Linked DNA regions of Mus musculus: regions 1, 2, 3 and 4 are each linked to region 5. The links are chromatin contacts, called in public promoter capture Hi-C maps. All regions are on one chromosome and are shown on one strand. The core of a region is the stretch at or near the end of the contact, and the rest is flanking DNA. Distances in the headings are between cores, read along the strand shown. Region 1 holds the start of Scap (SREBF chaperone). Region 2 holds the start of Mon1a (MON1 homolog A, secretory traffciking associated). Region 3 holds the start of Elp6 (elongator acetyltransferase complex subunit 6). Region 4 overlaps Map4 (microtubule-associated protein 4). Region 5 holds the start of Pfkfb4 (6-phosphofructo-2-kinase/fructose-2,6-biphosphatase 4).

Region 1 (3,258 bases), core at 207-2,706, 1.3 Mb before region 5:
GTAACAAGAGAGTATTCAACAACAACGGAGTTTCAAGTAAGGGGAAGCCAGTTCTTGCTTTTCAACCTGACCAAAGAATGAGTGCCGAGCAGGAGCAGGAGCACACACATCTGCTATCCCACATATTCAGGAAACCGAGGCAGGAGGATGAAACTTTGTGGTCAGCCTGGGCAATGAAGCCCAACTCAAAATAAAAAGCCACAGGTGTTACTCAGTGGCAGACCAATGCCCTAGGCACACGTCCCCAAGTAACTTAATAATGAGTATAGGAATAATGTTTATACTTGTATTTCCTGTTGGTCGTTAAAAAAACAATACAAACAAAATATTTGCCAAGCAGAAACGCTGCAAATATATAAAAAGCCTTTAGATTTGAAATACATTAGCATATACTTCATAACATACAATCTTCACTTGAGCATCACACAGGTTACACCTAAAATGCATTCAGCACTAACTAGATACACTTGATCCTGACTCTAAGAAAAGCTTTAATGTTTAGCACACCTTGAGATGGCTGCACACTGCATAAGCAAACTCTACAAACGCACCCAAACGCATCATTAAAGACTGTTCCTATGTCGACTTCACAAGAATTACTACAAGATCATCATGAACTTATTTATTCATCGCTTCCGTCACCATAAGAGATAAATAAGCTAAACTAAGGAAGACTACCTCCAGGACCCCACTCCCACTCCCACCCCTCACCCGCCGCCACCTGTGGCTCACTGCCCTCCTCTTCATCGCCACCATCTGCACAACTTTCTGAGATGCAGTGTGGACCCGGGACTCGCTGCAGCTAGCGCTATCCCATTATAACCCTGATGCAACAAAACCACCTGGAAGTAAACATAAGCAACATAAGCGAGCAAAGTTTAGGTTTAAGCAACACATAAAACCAGAAACCGAGCACTCCCAGCAGAGAATCTACATGTTGCCTGGCTATCGGATCTTCGGAAAGAGGCAGGACTGAGTCACAGGGTCTAGCCCTCACCCAGACAACCCCAGACAACCCCAAAGCAGGATCCAGCGGCGAGCCTACCTGCCTGAGCTCACTCAGCCTGAACCCATCGCGACCCAGGCAGCTCGGCCCGGGCGGGGGCGCGGTCGGGAAGGGGGACGCGAGACCGTCCGGCCCCCAGCTCCAGACTGCGGTCTCCGGAGCCGCGCCTCGGGCTGCTGGACAGCGCCCACGCCCGCGCGCCCCTGCCCGGGCTCGCCCGCATCCCGGAACTCCCGGGCACGAGCGGCGCGAGGCCGGCGCCGGGGCCCAGCCGCACCGTGCAGACGCGCGCTGAGGTACCTGTGGCAGCGAGGCAGCTCCCGGGCGGCGGCGACCGAGCGGCGGAGAACGGCCTGCGCGCTCCTGGCCCGCGGTCCGGTGTTTGGAGCCCGCCCTCTCCCTCCCGGCCGCCCGGCGCCCGCGCAGCTCCCCGCCCCTTCACCTCTCAACTCCTACCTTTCCCCTCCCGCTCCGCCGCCCTCCACACGTGCTCCCGGCGGCGTGCGCATGCGTAGTCTGGCACTGCCAACGGCTCGGGTTCGCCCCCTGGTGGTCCCCTGCCACACAACTGCGAGAGGAAGTACTGGAGTTGCCTGTGGCCTGGAAAAAGGTGGCTAGTAGCACTTCAGAGTTTTGACAGCATCACTGTCCTGGGAAGTGATTGAGAACATGCACAAGAGCTCGTGTTCCATGCTTTATAGTGCCAAAGGATTAGAAGCGGGGCTGGGTGTATGGCTCAGTGGTAGAGAGCTTGCCTGAGACGCTAGGGGCCCTGGGTTTGATCCACAGCAGCATCAAAAAGAAAAACAAACCAGGGAATTAGAAGCAACTGAGCTAAATAGCAAGTGTATTCAGTTGATGAACTAGGTATAGGAGCCTCCAACACCAAGGATGTTAAATGAGCACTTATAATGAAAGCTAGTTCAAAACCAAGCTGGTGTTAGGATTCCATTTTTGTTAAAAATACAATGCATAGGGTAAAGTGGAAGATATATACTCAGTGTTTATTCCCACGTAGAGGAACTATGGGTGTCTGAGTCTCTTCCACCTTCTGAACTGCCACCAGTCGACTTGCACATGTAACGGATTATGCTGAGTGACTGCTCTGGTAAATGCTGAGTTAAGCATATGGTGTGTGTTCTCTCATTTGGCCTTGGGGAAAGTGAGGTTCCAGACACTCAGCAACAGCACCAACCCTGGTTGCTATGTTTCCATTTGTCCTCAGGCCTGCCTGTGGAGAGATCTCAACCACACTACCAATGTCTTGACTCTCTGAGTGTCACAGGTCAGAGTGGCCACCTGCCCCCATCTTGCTACCTTAAACATACTTCTTTCGTGTCACTCTTGCTCACCCCCAAGGCATACTAAGGTAGAACAGACCCTGTACCTGCCCTCAAGGGCACCAGTGGTGGGGGAAGAGAAAATATAAGTATAGTCACCGTGCAAAACAAATCAGAGGTGGCCACTTCAGCCTTTGGAATAGGGTTATTCTATAAAGCAGGTTTCTGGTAGAGATGTAACTCAGTTGATATACTGCTTGCCCAGCCTTGAATATGAGCCTTAACCCCCAGCAAACTGGCAGTGGTGGTGAAAGACTCCCCAGAGGAGCCTCTCGCTCAGGCCTCAGGATAATAGCAGACACCCAAGAACTCACGATAGACCAAGCTTGATGCAAACCACATGAGGCTTTATTCGGGGAAAGCCAGAGCTCTGGGGATGACTCATATCCCACGCAGGGTTAGAGGAGTCGACCTCGAGGGGAAAGAGGTCCCAGTTTTTATAGGCCCTCAGGGGGGAAAGGAGAAGGGGAGAGTGGGGGGATTTCCAGATCTAAACAATTCTCAAGAAATGGGTATGGGAGGGGTACAAGGAAAGAGTCTGGTGCAGGGGCAGCAACTCAGGATTGGCCCGGTTGTGGTTGCTGGGGAGATTTTCTGACTCTTTCTCAGCAACCAATATCACAAACACCTGGCAGTGGGCTTCATCAGTGGGCACACACATGGGTTCAAGGAATGGTCAAAACATTGGCAGACACACAAGTTCAAGGAGTGGCCAGAGCATTGTGCACCTCTATTTTTCTAAATCAGTGAAGCTAGTTCTGCTAACAGTGACATCTATCTTGCCAATTTCAGGGCTTCTGTGACCTTTTACATTCTGTTAGGATCTTTCAGTGGGTCACACCTATGTCAGCCCTTAGGAGATGCAGGCAGGAGGAACAGAAGTCCAAGGTTCCAATTTGAGGCCAGTCTGGT
Region 2 (2,952 bases), core at 161-2,660, 1.1 Mb after region 5:
TTCCTGAGTGTCCCCAGCATAGGACCTGCACAGGGAACGGAGCAGGGCCAGCTGTCTAGAGCTAGCCGGTGCTTTTTTTTTTTTTTTTTTCCACAAAAGTTCTCCTTCTATGTGAGATCATATAGCATTTTTATCCTCTCCAAGGTCAGTCTGGGGTTCCAACCAGAAGGCCTGGTGAAGCGAACCGTTTTCTGGATACCCACACACTCAGGCAAGAAGGCTGAGTGGAGCAGATAAAGCCCACCTCCCACCTCCAATAGACTTTGATTTCTGCAGCAAGTGCTCCTGGAAAAGCTGGTCCTGAGCCGTTATGCAAGGGAGGTGTCTGAGAACAGCTCCAGTGGTCTCTACAGGAACACTTTTTAGGCAGTTCCTCTAAGTGCTCCCAGGGCATGCAACTTTTCCTAGAAGCCTCTAGCAGAGCCTATGAACAAAATCACCAAGAACAAAAACAAACAAACAAACAAAAAGCTGATGCTGTCCCTCCTTCCAATGCGCCTCCCTCCTTCAGATTGCTCCTGAGAGAGGAGGGTCTTGCAAAAGCCCCTCCTTACTAGCTTCAAACAACCTTGATCTTTTTTCCTGTTCTAACAGCGCTTCAAATTTGATCTTGACCCCTTTGGTCCACTTGGGAGGACGACTCAGAAAGTCTGACAGTCAGGGCTCAATTGGGACTGTGATGTGGCTGCTTCAGCAGGATGCCTCCAGGATCTACAATGAGCCTAGTTCCTTGTCACCTCTAGAGGCCACTCCCCTTCCTGACAAAGGCTGCTCACAGTTCCCAAGCAAACTCTACCTAGAAAGGGTTGGCTCACCCTTTCAGACCTGCCTGCCTCGCTCCACCATCCTCCTTTTAAAGAGAACTCTGTGGGCCGAATATGTCCGAATTGGGGGTTGGTGTCTGCTGCCTATGGGACATTGCTCTCCCGGCCAAAGGATGAGTTCTCGCCTCATCTTTCTTAGTGCCTAGCTGGGACCAGCCGGCTAAAGGACCCCAAAGAGCCGCAGTACCCCTATCGGGGCAGTAGATGGCCGGGACACCCCCCCCCCCTAGTTTTCAAGCCCCTCCCTCTAAAGATGACAGCTTGCCCGCCTCTCGCCGCCCCCAGGCCACGTGGGTTAGCAGTCGAACTCACCTGTTTCTTGGGGAAACACAGGACCTACCGAGGGTACCAGTCACTGCCCTCTGCCAGACCCCTGGGGAGATATAAGTGTCCAGCAGTGCCTGGCCTCAGAGTGCAACTTCGCGGGGCTACCGCCCCTGGAGGATACAGACATGGCCACAGCGGAGGAACCGATCTCTCCTGCCGACCCTTAACCGGCCACCGGCGCAGGAAGACAGCTTTCACCGGCCTCTGGTGGCGGAGGCCCGGTTCCAGCCTCTTGGCCAGCCCCAGCCCGCCCCTGTGTGCATTGTGGGAAATGTAGTCCGTAACTCTCCGCAGCCTTAAAGCTGCGGGAGCGGTTCCGGGCTCCCGAGCCTGGCGATGCCAGAGGCGGGGTCTGACCTAGGACCCGGGTTGCCTCACCTGGCACCGCCTTCTTCCGTGTCTTAGAGGCGGGTCCTCTACCCTTCCCCCCAAACACCCACTAGATGTTTACTTTAAGGGACCAGAACGAACGTCAGTATTTCCCCACCGATCATGGAAAGATGATAAGTTTAGGGAGCTGGATAAATGCCACTAGTGAGCACAACCACATAGACTGTACAAGACGCGGACGTGTTGAAAAGACTCAAAAATTGTTGCTTAAAAAGACCTTAAGTCTGGTCACAGTATATTATTTTAAGGCAATAGAAAGCACAATTCTCAACAATTCACATAAACTGACCCGGGGAGCTTTTAAAAAAACATTAATGCCTGGACACTATCCTATAGATTTTTACTTAATGGGATGAATGTGAGGTACGAGGCATCGGAGTTGTTTGAAAAAGCTCCTGGGTGATTTCTAAGGGCAAGGAACCACTGCTTATAATTTCCTAGACACAAAGTAATAAAAACAGGAAAACAAGTTTTCCCAGCAGCCCTTATTTCTGGTGAATAGTTTGAAGAAGCAAAATTAGGGAATGGCTAGTATTACTTATATTTTATCTGAAGCAATTTGCTTACTTTTCAAGCTTCATGGTTAGTCATCCCAATAGTTCTGAGATAAAGGACAAAGTCAAAAACCTCTGACTTTTCCTTGCAGTTTGACAGGCTCCCTAAGGAGGTCGGAGAAGTTGGGGATCTCTCTCTTCTCTCTCTTCTCTTCTCTCTCTCTCTCTCTCTCTCTCTCTCTCTCTCTCTCTCTCTCCCTCCCTCCCTCCCTCTCTCCCATGCGAATTTGAAATCTGGCTCCATAATACTGGCATATGTGTGCTCTCTCTCTCTCTTTCTCTCTCTCTCTCCCTCCCTCCCTCTCTCCCATGCAAATTTGAAATCTGGCTCCATAATACTGGCATATGTGTGACTGACATGATGACAACCTGTGACCTTTTCCTGGAGATAGTTTCCACAGGGTTACCAGACCCTTAAATGCTGGGTAAGGGAAGCGTCCCATGTGAGAGGGAGTTCGTTCCTTTGCAGTGGAGACTGAGAAGGGGAGTGGAACTTCTCCAAGTCTCCATAGGTCTTTCAGGATTTCCTCTCTTTGCTTGCTCTGGCTTCCAGGTTCCTACCTTGAAGCAAATATAATTTATACAAGTTTTCCCTATATACTTCATTTCATATTATTTCACTATACGAGTCTAAAGTAAGAATTTTTGAGCAGGGCGGTGATGGCTCACCCCTTTAATCCCAGCACTTGGGAGGCAGAGGCAGGCAGATTTCTGAGTTCGAGGTCTTCTTTTGTGTGCATATGTATGTTCTGTGTTCATGTATGTGCAAATATGTATGGGAATATGTGCAGGGGTGTGTGTGCACATCTTACGTTGGGTGTTGTTCTAATCAGCTTCAGTTCTCAACTTGACACAGT
Region 3 (3,305 bases), core at 609-3,108, 1.3 Mb before region 5:
AAACAGAGTTATTTTGTTCTGTTTGTTTTGAGGCAGGAACTCACCCTACAGGCTGTTCTAGGCTGGCCTAGAACTCACAGAGATCTGCCTGTTGTTGCCCCTGCCACCACACACCTAATTGTACGATGTTTTAAGTAGTGTCTTAGGCCCTAAGATGCTCCCTGGCGTCTGTGTCTGTAACAGTGAATGGGGAGGGGAAAAAAAAAAAACGGTTTTAGTTTTGGGTTTGTGGTTGTGGTATCTGTGTCTGCATGTGCATGGACATGTGTGTGCAGGCACACATGTAGGGAGACTTGAAGTCGGGGCTGGGTGTCTTCTTCAGCCGCTTTCCATTCTTTCCAATTTATCAAGGTAGGGAATCTTAATGACTAGGCAATCTGAACTAATGCAGCCAGCCAGCTTGCCCCAGGGATCCCACCTCTGCCTCTTTAGTGCTGGGATGACAGGTGTCCTCTTGCCTACCTGGCTTTGACGTGGGTTCTTGGAACCCAAATTCCACTTCTATACTTGGTGCCAAGCCCTATATCCACTGTTCTATCCCCTGGCCCAATTCTTGACAAGGCCTCTGATGACAAAGATCTCCCAGTGACTGTGGTTCAGACGGGACTCTTATCACAGCAATCGCTGGAAAGCCCTATGAAGATGGTCTCTGCATTGCCTAACTACCTGCTGTAGTTCTGTAAGTAACAGACAACATTGGGACCAAGGGCTGTCACACACCACCTCAATGCTGTACCAACCTAGGGAAAACCTGTCCAATGCCTCTGGGTTTCAGCTGTGTCCCTCTCCTCCCTCCCCCCAATATAAAATGCCAAATCACACTGCCTGGCCTTGAAACACATTTCCCACCCAAAGTGGTCACTTCCTGCTGTCACTCTGGACCTGGGAAATGCCCTAGCAACTAGAAAAGTAGTCAGAACTGGAGGTCTGAACAGTCAAGAACTGTTAGGCAAATAAAACCCAGAAGGATCGCAGGGCAGTGGTGGCACACGCCTTTGATCCCAGCACTTGGGAGGCAGAGACAGGCAGATTTCTTGAGTTCAAGGCCTAGCCTGGTCTACAGAGTGAGTTCCAGGACAGCCAGAGCTACACAGAGAAACCCTGTCTCAAAAAACAAAAAAAACAAATAAGCAACCAAACAACCAAAATCCACAAGATCTATTTAAAGCTTTCCATATGTGGTGTGTTTGCTGCAAATTACAGAATAAAACAGATATACTCCTGGGAGAGGTAACCCCTAAGTGAAAATGTGAAAGACATTTCGAGGTTCCATGGAGAGTGAGGAGGTTGGGAAAAACAGAGGGGATGGAATATGCTGAGGCCTTTTTGCAACCAGATATCATCAGAACTAGGAAGAGTGCAAGCAGTGTTCCGTGCAACCTGTAAAATGTTCCATGGTGGAAGGAGATTCAGGACAGATAAAAGGATCTCCTCTAGGGCCTGCTCTGCAACCATCTTTGGGCGCCAGTGTGGCACGGAGCACATGGTCCTGGGGCTGGAAGCGAACACGCAAGATAGTCCAGAAACCCATCTTCCAAAGGCCCAGGAATGCGACTGCAGCCTCGGCGAGCCCTCTCCAGACTACAACTCCCAGATGCCCTCGGTTTACGGCAGACGCGCCTACTCCACCGCGCAGCGTCCCGGATGCAATCCTGCACGCTCCCGGGACCTGCCCTCTTCCGGTCCGCACGACATCTTACCTGCTCGGTCTTGTCTGGGGTGGTGCTGAGAAGGTTGTTGAGTTCCGGAAACATCGTGAACTGGGATAAAAATTATGGTTCTACAGAAAGAATGAAGGTCCAAGAACAGCACCCACAAGACCGTGCTCGCGAGCGCGAGAAAGCGCGCATGCGTGATCTCGCTGCCGGACTCGAGTCAGCCAATCAGGCTTGGGGTTGTGATGCTGCTGCTGCTGCTGCGCAAGCGCGTGAGCACGTATGCTCGTAAAGCTGAGCCTTAGAGCGATCTCTCATTCGGGCAATGGACCATTGTGCTGCTCTCAGTAGGTGCGGGTCCACACAGTGCTGGTGCTCCCTCACGATTTAGCACGAGCAGGCGAGCTTTCTCTTTCCGTTGCTCCCCCTCCCTCCGCACCTCCGGGTCTTAGTTGCTCCACGTCTTCCTAGTGTATTGCTCACAAACTTGGGCTAGATACATGGAACACATAGAGAAATGTTTGCAGGATCTTCGCAAAAAGAGAGAACAAACCTTACTAGCACAGAATTACATCCTGAAGAGCTTTTTGTATAAAGCAGAAGCCAGGAGGCCAAAGAGATGGCTCAGGGAATAAACGCTCTTCTTCCTCCCTCTGAAGACCACCCACATTGGGTTGCTCTACTTGTAACTCCAGCTCCAGGGGACCCGACGCCCTCTTCTGGGCTCTGCAGCACATGCACACACAATATACACAAAAAAATTTAAGGGGACTCAGAAGATTTTAGAGGACCCTAATTTGATTCTCATTATCCACTTGGCAACTTATAACCCTCTGTAACTACAGTCCCAGGGAATCTGATAGCCTCTTCTGGCCTCCAAGGGTACCAAGCATAGAAGTGGTGCACCTATACATACCATCAAAACGTATGCATAGTTTTATTTTAAATAAGCAAGGCCCTCCTCGGCCTTCTGCTAAAACAATAAAAGAACAAAAAAGAAAAGTCAGAGGGATACAGGTCAGTTGAAGAGTTCTTTCCTAGCATCAAAAACAACATAAAAAGCATGCTGCCAACATCTGTGATCTCAGCTGTCAGGAGGCTTAGGCAGGAGGGTTGCCAGCAAGTCTGAGCTTTGTGAAACTACCTCTAAAAAATAAAAATAATGGAACTGGGCGTTATGGGGCACACCTTTAATCCTAGTGTTCAGGAGGCAGAGGCAGGCAGATCTCTGGCAGTATGAGGCCATCCTGGTCTACAAAGTGAATCCAGGCTAGCCAGGCGAACACAGAAACCCCATCTCGAAAAAACAAGCAAGCAAACAAACAAAAAAGAGGAGGAGGAGGAAGAAGAGGAAGAAAGAAATATAAGCTAGTGGTGGTGGCACATACCTTTAATTTCAGCACTTAAGAAACAGAAGCAGGGCTGGTGAGATGGCTCAGTGGGTAAGAGCACCCGACTGCTCTTCTGAAGGTCCAGAGTTCAAATCCCAGCAACCACATGGTGGCTCACAACCATCTATAACAAGATCTGACTCCCTCTTCTGGTGTGTCTGAAGACAGCTACAGTGTACTTACATATAATAATAAATAAATCTTTAAAAAAAAAAAAAGAAACAGAAGCAGTCAGATCTCTGAATTCGAGACCAGCCTG
Region 4 (2,889 bases), core at 219-2,718, 1.1 Mb before region 5:
CACAATCAGCCACACTGACCCACCCTAGCTGTCTGACTTCACTTCTTCCTGCAGGGCCCAAGCTGCCCAGAGTAGGGCAACCCCCGCCAATATCTGACAGCCTCCTCAGTGGAGACTCGGGATCTCCTTCCCCACTTCCCTCACCACCTACCAAGAACTCTCATTTAGACATGGCTTCAGCCTGCAAACTACACCACCAGTTCATAGGTTATTGGGAGAGGAAAGAATAAAAAAGTGAGACAGCAGCTACTCAGGTACGATAAGTCGTGGGGACAAGGAGGACTGATCCTTGACTAACTTGAGGTGAGGCAGCAAAAGGGCCTGGTACCACCAAATGGTGGCTTCCACCCCGTGGGGTCAAGGAGTGGTTTAGGTTCCAGGGATTCAGTCGGTGCTGGTCTCCACGTGGAGTTCACCTTTACCAGTCCCTCCAGGTTGAGCCAGGGAAGAGAGGTTTGTCAGTTTCTTTTGGGTTTGGTCCAAAAAAACCAAACAGCCAAGGCTGGAATCCAGCTCCTCACCCCTAGATCCCACAGAGATCCCACTGGACTCCCGTCCCCGCCCAACTTTCTCCGTGGTGCAGTGGTGAAGTGGTGAGATAGTGAAGTTGGAGTTGGCCCAGAAAGGGGTGGAAGGAGGTGTAATGGCAGCGAGTGGGGCTGCTGCTGCCTTGAGCAAGCGAGGCAGGAGGGAGGGAGGCCTAAAGGGGCTGCCCAGCACCCAAGAGCTTACAAGTCTAGTAGACAGCCCGGGAAAAGGAGCCCAGGGCTCGAGACCCCAAGCTTGGGCCACCAGGGAAGTGGGGAGGCCGGGAGACAATGTCAGCCCCATGGTCGGTGCGGGCCCTGGCATTTGCCCGGAACGTCAGCCTGTAGGTCTCAATCTGCAGTGACACGTGAGGAGGGATGGGAGAGGGTAACAAGGGGGGGAGACAAGAGAGGGAACACAGGGGAGATGGAAGACGAGACCAGAATGTCATCATTAGATGCCTGGAAGATAAAAGGTTACTTTGTTAAAATTTAGGCCATACTCCAGTCATAAAACAAAGGAGCTTCAATTTTCAGCCAGTGACAGGGCCCCTGGCTGGCCCTTAGGCCAAGCCCAGCCACTTACTTGTCTCCTGGATCTGGCTGTCCAAGGTCTGGGGCTCCCTTTGGTCACCACCCCCTGACAGGGTGGTGTGGCCACTGAGGCCACTGGCTGAAGTAGGGGCGCCAGCGTCAGGCGCAGCCTCAGGGATGACTGGCTCCTCCCCAGCGGGGGGGCCTGGACACGGAAGGGCCTCACTGCCACCGCCCTCAGTCTACAATGAAACAGTGGGGGAGACAGTGAAGGGTCAGTTGGGGAGGGAGTGGAATGGGGTGATGGTGGTGAGTTTCCTGTATAGCCTTCCCACCCCGCACACCCCCCAGCAACCCAGCTCTATATCTGGCCTTTGCTTCTCTTCCCCCAACACTGACTCATCAGCCCAACACTGAGTTGCTGGGCTAATGCCACTCTTGGGAATCTCATTATGGAACTCTGTGACTCTCACCAAGATTGATACCAAATTAAAAATAGCTACAACAACAGTAACTCTAAAGAGCATATAGCAGAGGTCTACACTTGGCTGGAAAGTAGAGGTGCTCCTTGCCAGGCACACCCATTGCTTTGGAAGGGCTTTTGGTAACTAAGTAGGCTCCCTGCCTGCTCATCCGTGAAGTAAGGTCCCCTCACGGGAGAGCATCTTTTATGTGGACATCATTCTAGAGCCTGTGGACAGAGGAAGCAAAATAAGGTATTCAAAGAGGTGTGATCCAGGAACATTACGGGGAAACCTTGTGGAGCTCAACAGAAGGACATTGGACCTGCAGCATGGGTCAAGCATACAACAACAGTGGGAGCTTTTATGAGCTAGACTCATGTCCTGGAAAACCCACCAGGCAAGAGTAGAGACAGACATTGATGAAGTGAAAAAAAGTAATACAAAACTTGGCATAGAAAATCTGAGTGAGAATCTTAAGCTGCAATCACTTCCTGATGTCATGAACAAGACACCAAATCTGTAATGTCCCCTTTTAGACAAGACTGAAGGATGATATTCTCAAGTCCCAGAGGATCAAAACTCTAAGAGCAAAGAGCCCTAAAATGGTCTCTGAAGTGGAGTCAGACCTGGAACCAGAGGACAGGACAGGAAAGCAGCAGAATGGCCAGCACAGTGAGCAGGCACAGAGGGAAGGTCCCTGATCACTTTCCCTGAAAATCAGCAGCAGCTTCATGCCTGGGAGTCTGTAAACTGCAACCTGCATGGGCCTCCCCGGCTGCCCCGACACAGAATGAAGGATAAATGGGATCTTGGCACACAAAAGGTCTCACGGTACTGTGGAACGAGGTGGAAGGGAAGAGGAGGGAGGAGGAAAGAAGAGAGGGATCAAAGAGGAGAGGCCCAGCCAATGTCAGATATGGAAGAAGTTCGCCTGTACTCTCATGCTCTTCCAGAGTCTGGCCAGGACAGCCCCAGCAGCCCGTCCCTAGCAGCTGAAACTGACAGTCAAGGAATTGCAAGGCCCAGCTTGCTTGTCATTTGTGTTCCAACCTACATTCCCTCAGAAATGGATGGGATGGGCCCAATGAGGCAGGTCACAGCTCTCGGGGGCAGATTCTGCCACAAGCTGAGGTGGCTGGGGCTCTTTGACTCCCTTTGGACTAACAGTGGAAATGGAGACAGCAATGGCACGAAGAACATGTGACTCCTGAAGAAACTGAGGGGCGGTGACAGGCCCACTAAGCCCCACTCCAACTGCAACGGAGACACACTACTCTAGCTGCGTACTGGTGGTTCACTCACTACCTTCACGGCACCTCCTGCAGGCAAGTGGCCCACGTTATCAAGGGATCCCACTTTGGCTT
Region 5 (2,967 bases), core at 394-2,893:
ATGACAATGGTCTCATCCTAGGCTGAGGTCTAAGGGTTGGCTCCTTGTCCAAGATCACACAGCTGGTCCAGGATGTGGCTTGAGCGTTACTGTCCCCAAAGTCCAGGTCCCTGCCCTTCTGTAACGGGGGCAGCCACCCTCTGGTCTGGACGGCTGTCCTAATAGACTGGCAAGGAGCTTCTGATTAATTCTTCCTTTTGGAAGCTGGCCAGGCTAAATCCACAGCCCCTGAGGACTCAGAATGTGTCTGTCTGCACAGCTATGGCTCCACCAGTACCCATACTGTGGTCAGAGCCACCACCCACAGGAACACAGTCTGCTTCTGAACTACTGCCATTCTAGGAGGACCCAAGTCATGATCATATAACACACGCCTTCCCCACTCCCAACCCCTCTCATTATGGTAATGGTCAAAGTCGTGGCCTCAGGCTGGCCTTGGCCACAGAAGCGTAGAGGACCCTCCCCTCCCTTATCACACACAGCAGCCTTTAGGAATGCACGGAGACCCTGGCACATCACACAACAGCCTGATCTCCATTTCCATATCTGCGCCACCAGTTGTACGAGATGTTCTCTGAGGTCTTTGCCAAGCTGCAAATTCATTACAATATTTGAGTTACTTATAAAACAATTTTTTTCTTTTCCCTGTCAATAAAAAATTACAGACTCGTTCAAGAACAAACAGAAAAGCCAAGGAAGTAGATGAGAACACTCAGGATCCCAGAAGAGGTAAGTCACTTCGCAATTCACAAATTCCAGCATAGTTCTTTGATGTTTGACTCTCCTGTGCAGTTATTTAACAGTGAACTCAAGTGGGTGCTTCCACATCCAGGGGCACAGATATAGGTCCATATGGTGTGCCGTTCCCACTGTCCAAATCTTGACAACTGTACTCCCCCAAAGTTCCTCTAAAACTTTGGCATTAAAACCAAGGGGTACCTGAGGACTACTAACTAGCCCATGGCTAGGCTTTCAAAAGTTCTCAGCTCAAAGAAGCCAACTGCCTTGTCTGGAGCTACACAACTCAGTTTCCAGCCAGACTTCCCGCTAGCCCACTCTGTGGCCAGGAGAGAGTAAAGAGCCACGGCCACAAACGAAGTCCTCTTCTATACACAGGCACTGGAAACAGCTCGGGTCGGTGCCTATCCACTGGGTCAGACCCAGTCTCCAACAGACTGAGATGTCCCCTCACATCTGTCCCCACTCCTGCTTCACCACACTTCTGCGGGCCACTGTCACGGTACCACGGTCACTCCCGCTCACCTGTTCTCAGCCTCTCACCTGTCCCCGACTCCGCCCACCAGTTACAATAGCCTCACCGGTGCCTGCTTCTCTACCAGTCTCCTGCCTTTTCACTCGAGACCCTCGTCTAGGCCGTCTACCCACCCATCAGGGTTCACCTTCTCTCTCTCCTTTAGGACCCCGGTCTTACCACCACGCTGGCTGGCGTGCAGAGCGGGCCTGCCATTGCTGTACGGCATCCAGATCTTCTTCAGGGGATTCTGGGTCAGTTCCCGTGGAGACGCCATCCCTGGGCTGGGATGAATCGGACTGCGCTGCTACTCACCCAGCAACCGGGCCACCTCGGGCCACCCGAGGTCCCGCCCCTCCGGCCCCGCCCACCCTCTAGCGGCTCCAACTCTTGTCAATCTTCTCGCAGGCCCGCCCCAGAACTAATAGGCTCCACCCAAACTAAAGAGGCACTGGCCTACGACTACGCATGCCCAATTTTACTATAGCTTCTTTTGGACTAAGCACGCCCCATCCGTCAAACCAGAGTTGATAACGCGCATGCTCAATACTAGCTACCTTTGACACCCGGATTATGCAGACCCCGCCCCGGATGTGAAGTTTACTGTACTCAACCAGATTGTTCTTATATGCATAGGCCCCACTCATGGTCCCGCCCAGGGTGCTGCAGCCCTGCCCCAAAGCTTGTGTGGCCTCTTACTCCCTTGAGAAATGTGACCTCACAGTCGCCTACTGAGAAGGGTACGGAGAAGCTGAGCAGGCCTGCGTGATCCTCAGAGCCGGATAGTCTGGACCAGCGTGGCACTTGTCCCTGAATGGCTCTAATGACTGACTTGCTGCCCTGGAAGTCAACCACCGCTGCGCCCTCCTGGACCTTCTTCGTTCCTCCTCGGTTGCTTTTAGCCTTGAAACTTCCCGGGTCCACAAGAACAACTTGTTCAACCACACAGAAAAAGTTCCCTTCTCTTAGGGACATAAACACAGAATACATCTCAAAATCGACCATGTTTTGGCCTGGCTGCTGGGGAATTTAGGCTAAATCTCTGAAATATATGAACAAGCTGTTTGGGGTCTCACTAAGCAGTATTCTGATTTTCTTCCCAGGATTTATATTTTACCAATTATAATTTTATTGCTGTTTGGTTTTTCTTTCTTTTGGGGGGGAGAAGAAGGGCTGGTTTCATGTTGCCAGGCTGTCCTGGAACTTAATGTGTAGCTGAGGATAACCTTGAACTTCTGCTCATCTTGCTTTCACCTTCCAAGCTCCAGTGTTTCCACAGAGTTTATGCAGGGAATCGAACCTAGAGAACCTAAGGCTTTGTGTATGCTAAGTAAGCTAACCCCAGCCCCAATTAGTGTTTTAATAATGAATTTTTTTTTTAACGAGCTTCTGTCTCTTCATCAGGAAAATGAGATGCAGACGTCATCAATTTTACAAGACTGTGGTACAGATTAAATGTGTCAGCCTCAGAAATCTGTTTAAAAACATGTGGGCGTTCTCATTCATTATATTACCTCCCTCTCTGCCTTTGAAAATGTACTGGGACAAGGGCCCAGGGCCAGGGCTGGCAGCTCAGGCTTAAGGGCTAAAGTGGTACCATATGAACGAATTCTCCAGCTGGGCGACCCCCAGTGAACATGACCCCTTAGAGGCCAGTGAGGGGTGGTGTTCGGAAGTCACTCTTCTGCGTTTGACCCCCACCAGTCTCCAGAAAG

What was found. Promoter capture Hi-C pulls out the DNA fragments that hold promoters and counts their contacts.
Region 1: a promoter capture Hi-C map of 3T3-L1-derived adipocytes shows a contact between it and region 5, with 2.8 times the contacts expected there. The contact joins the promoter of Scap here to the promoter of Pfkfb4 in region 5. A contact is called at or near these places in 7 of 39 promoter capture datasets (the 3T3-L1 cell line, 3T3-L1-derived adipocytes, cranial neural crest and 3 more) and 1 of 9 other capture datasets (embryonic stem cells).
Region 2: a contact with region 5 is called in a promoter capture Hi-C map of pre-B cells, with 2.6 times the contacts expected there. The contact joins the promoter of Mon1a here to the promoter of Pfkfb4 in region 5. A contact is called at or near these places in 2 of 39 promoter capture datasets (liver and pre-B cells).
Region 3: a contact with region 5 is called in a promoter capture Hi-C map of pre-B cells, with 4 times the contacts expected there. The contact joins the promoter of Elp6 here to the promoter of Pfkfb4 in region 5. A contact is called at or near these places in 10 of 39 promoter capture datasets (the 3T3-L1 cell line, 3T3-L1-derived adipocytes, the C10 cell line and 7 more), 1 of 15 datasets of contacts at CTCF or cohesin (embryonic stem cells), 4 of 484 Hi-C or Micro-C datasets (the Ba/F3 cell line, CD4 T cells, embryonic stem cells and 1 more), 4 of 115 datasets of contacts at active chromatin or transcription factors (T-cell acute lymphoblastic leukemia, astrocytes and embryonic stem cells) and 1 of 9 other capture datasets (embryonic stem cells).
Region 4: a promoter capture Hi-C map of HPC-7-derived erythroid cells shows a contact between it and region 5, with 8 times the contacts expected there. The contact joins the enhancer-like site here to the promoter of Pfkfb4 in region 5. A contact is called at or near these places in 8 of 39 promoter capture datasets (the 3T3-L1 cell line, HPC-7-derived erythroid cells, cranial neural crest and 4 more), 1 of 15 datasets of contacts at CTCF or cohesin (large pre-B cells), 1 of 484 Hi-C or Micro-C datasets (pre-B cells), 1 of 115 datasets of contacts at active chromatin or transcription factors (astrocytes) and 1 of 9 other capture datasets (embryonic stem cells).

Annotation. Positions count from the first base shown.
Region 1 is chr9:110,331,554-110,334,811 of GRCm38.p6, reverse strand. Scap (SREBF chaperone) reads right to left here and starts at 1,456. Exons shown (of 23, transcript NM_001001144.3): 1 at 1,307-1,456.
Region 2 is chr9:107,886,587-107,889,538 of GRCm38.p6, reverse strand. It overlaps Mon1a (MON1 homolog A, secretory traffciking associated), which reads right to left and starts at 1,410. Exons shown (of 6, transcript NM_028369.3): 1 at 1,137-1,410.
Region 3 is chr9:110,303,745-110,307,049 of GRCm38.p6, reverse strand. Elp6 (elongator acetyltransferase complex subunit 6) reads right to left here and starts at 1,858. Exons shown (of 7, transcript NM_001081381.1): 1 at 1,701-1,858. The coding sequence starts at 1,754.
Region 4 is chr9:110,079,835-110,082,723 of GRCm38.p6, reverse strand. Map4 (microtubule-associated protein 4) reads right to left here. Exons shown (of 19, transcript NM_001205330.1): 17 at 2,831-2,889; 18 at 1,114-1,303; 19 at 1-989. The coding sequence ends at 982. Among named protein-coding and RNA genes, the nearest start is that of Dhx30, 36 kb to the left of the region's middle. Within about 2 kb of position 1,468, at least 37 of the 459 cell types and tissues checked have an H3K27ac peak or open chromatin away from gene starts, as enhancers often do.
Region 5 is chr9:108,990,578-108,993,544 of GRCm38.p6, reverse strand. Pfkfb4 (6-phosphofructo-2-kinase/fructose-2,6-biphosphatase 4) reads right to left here and starts at 1,643. Exons shown (of 14, transcript NM_173019.5): 1 at 1,433-1,643. The coding sequence starts at 1,529.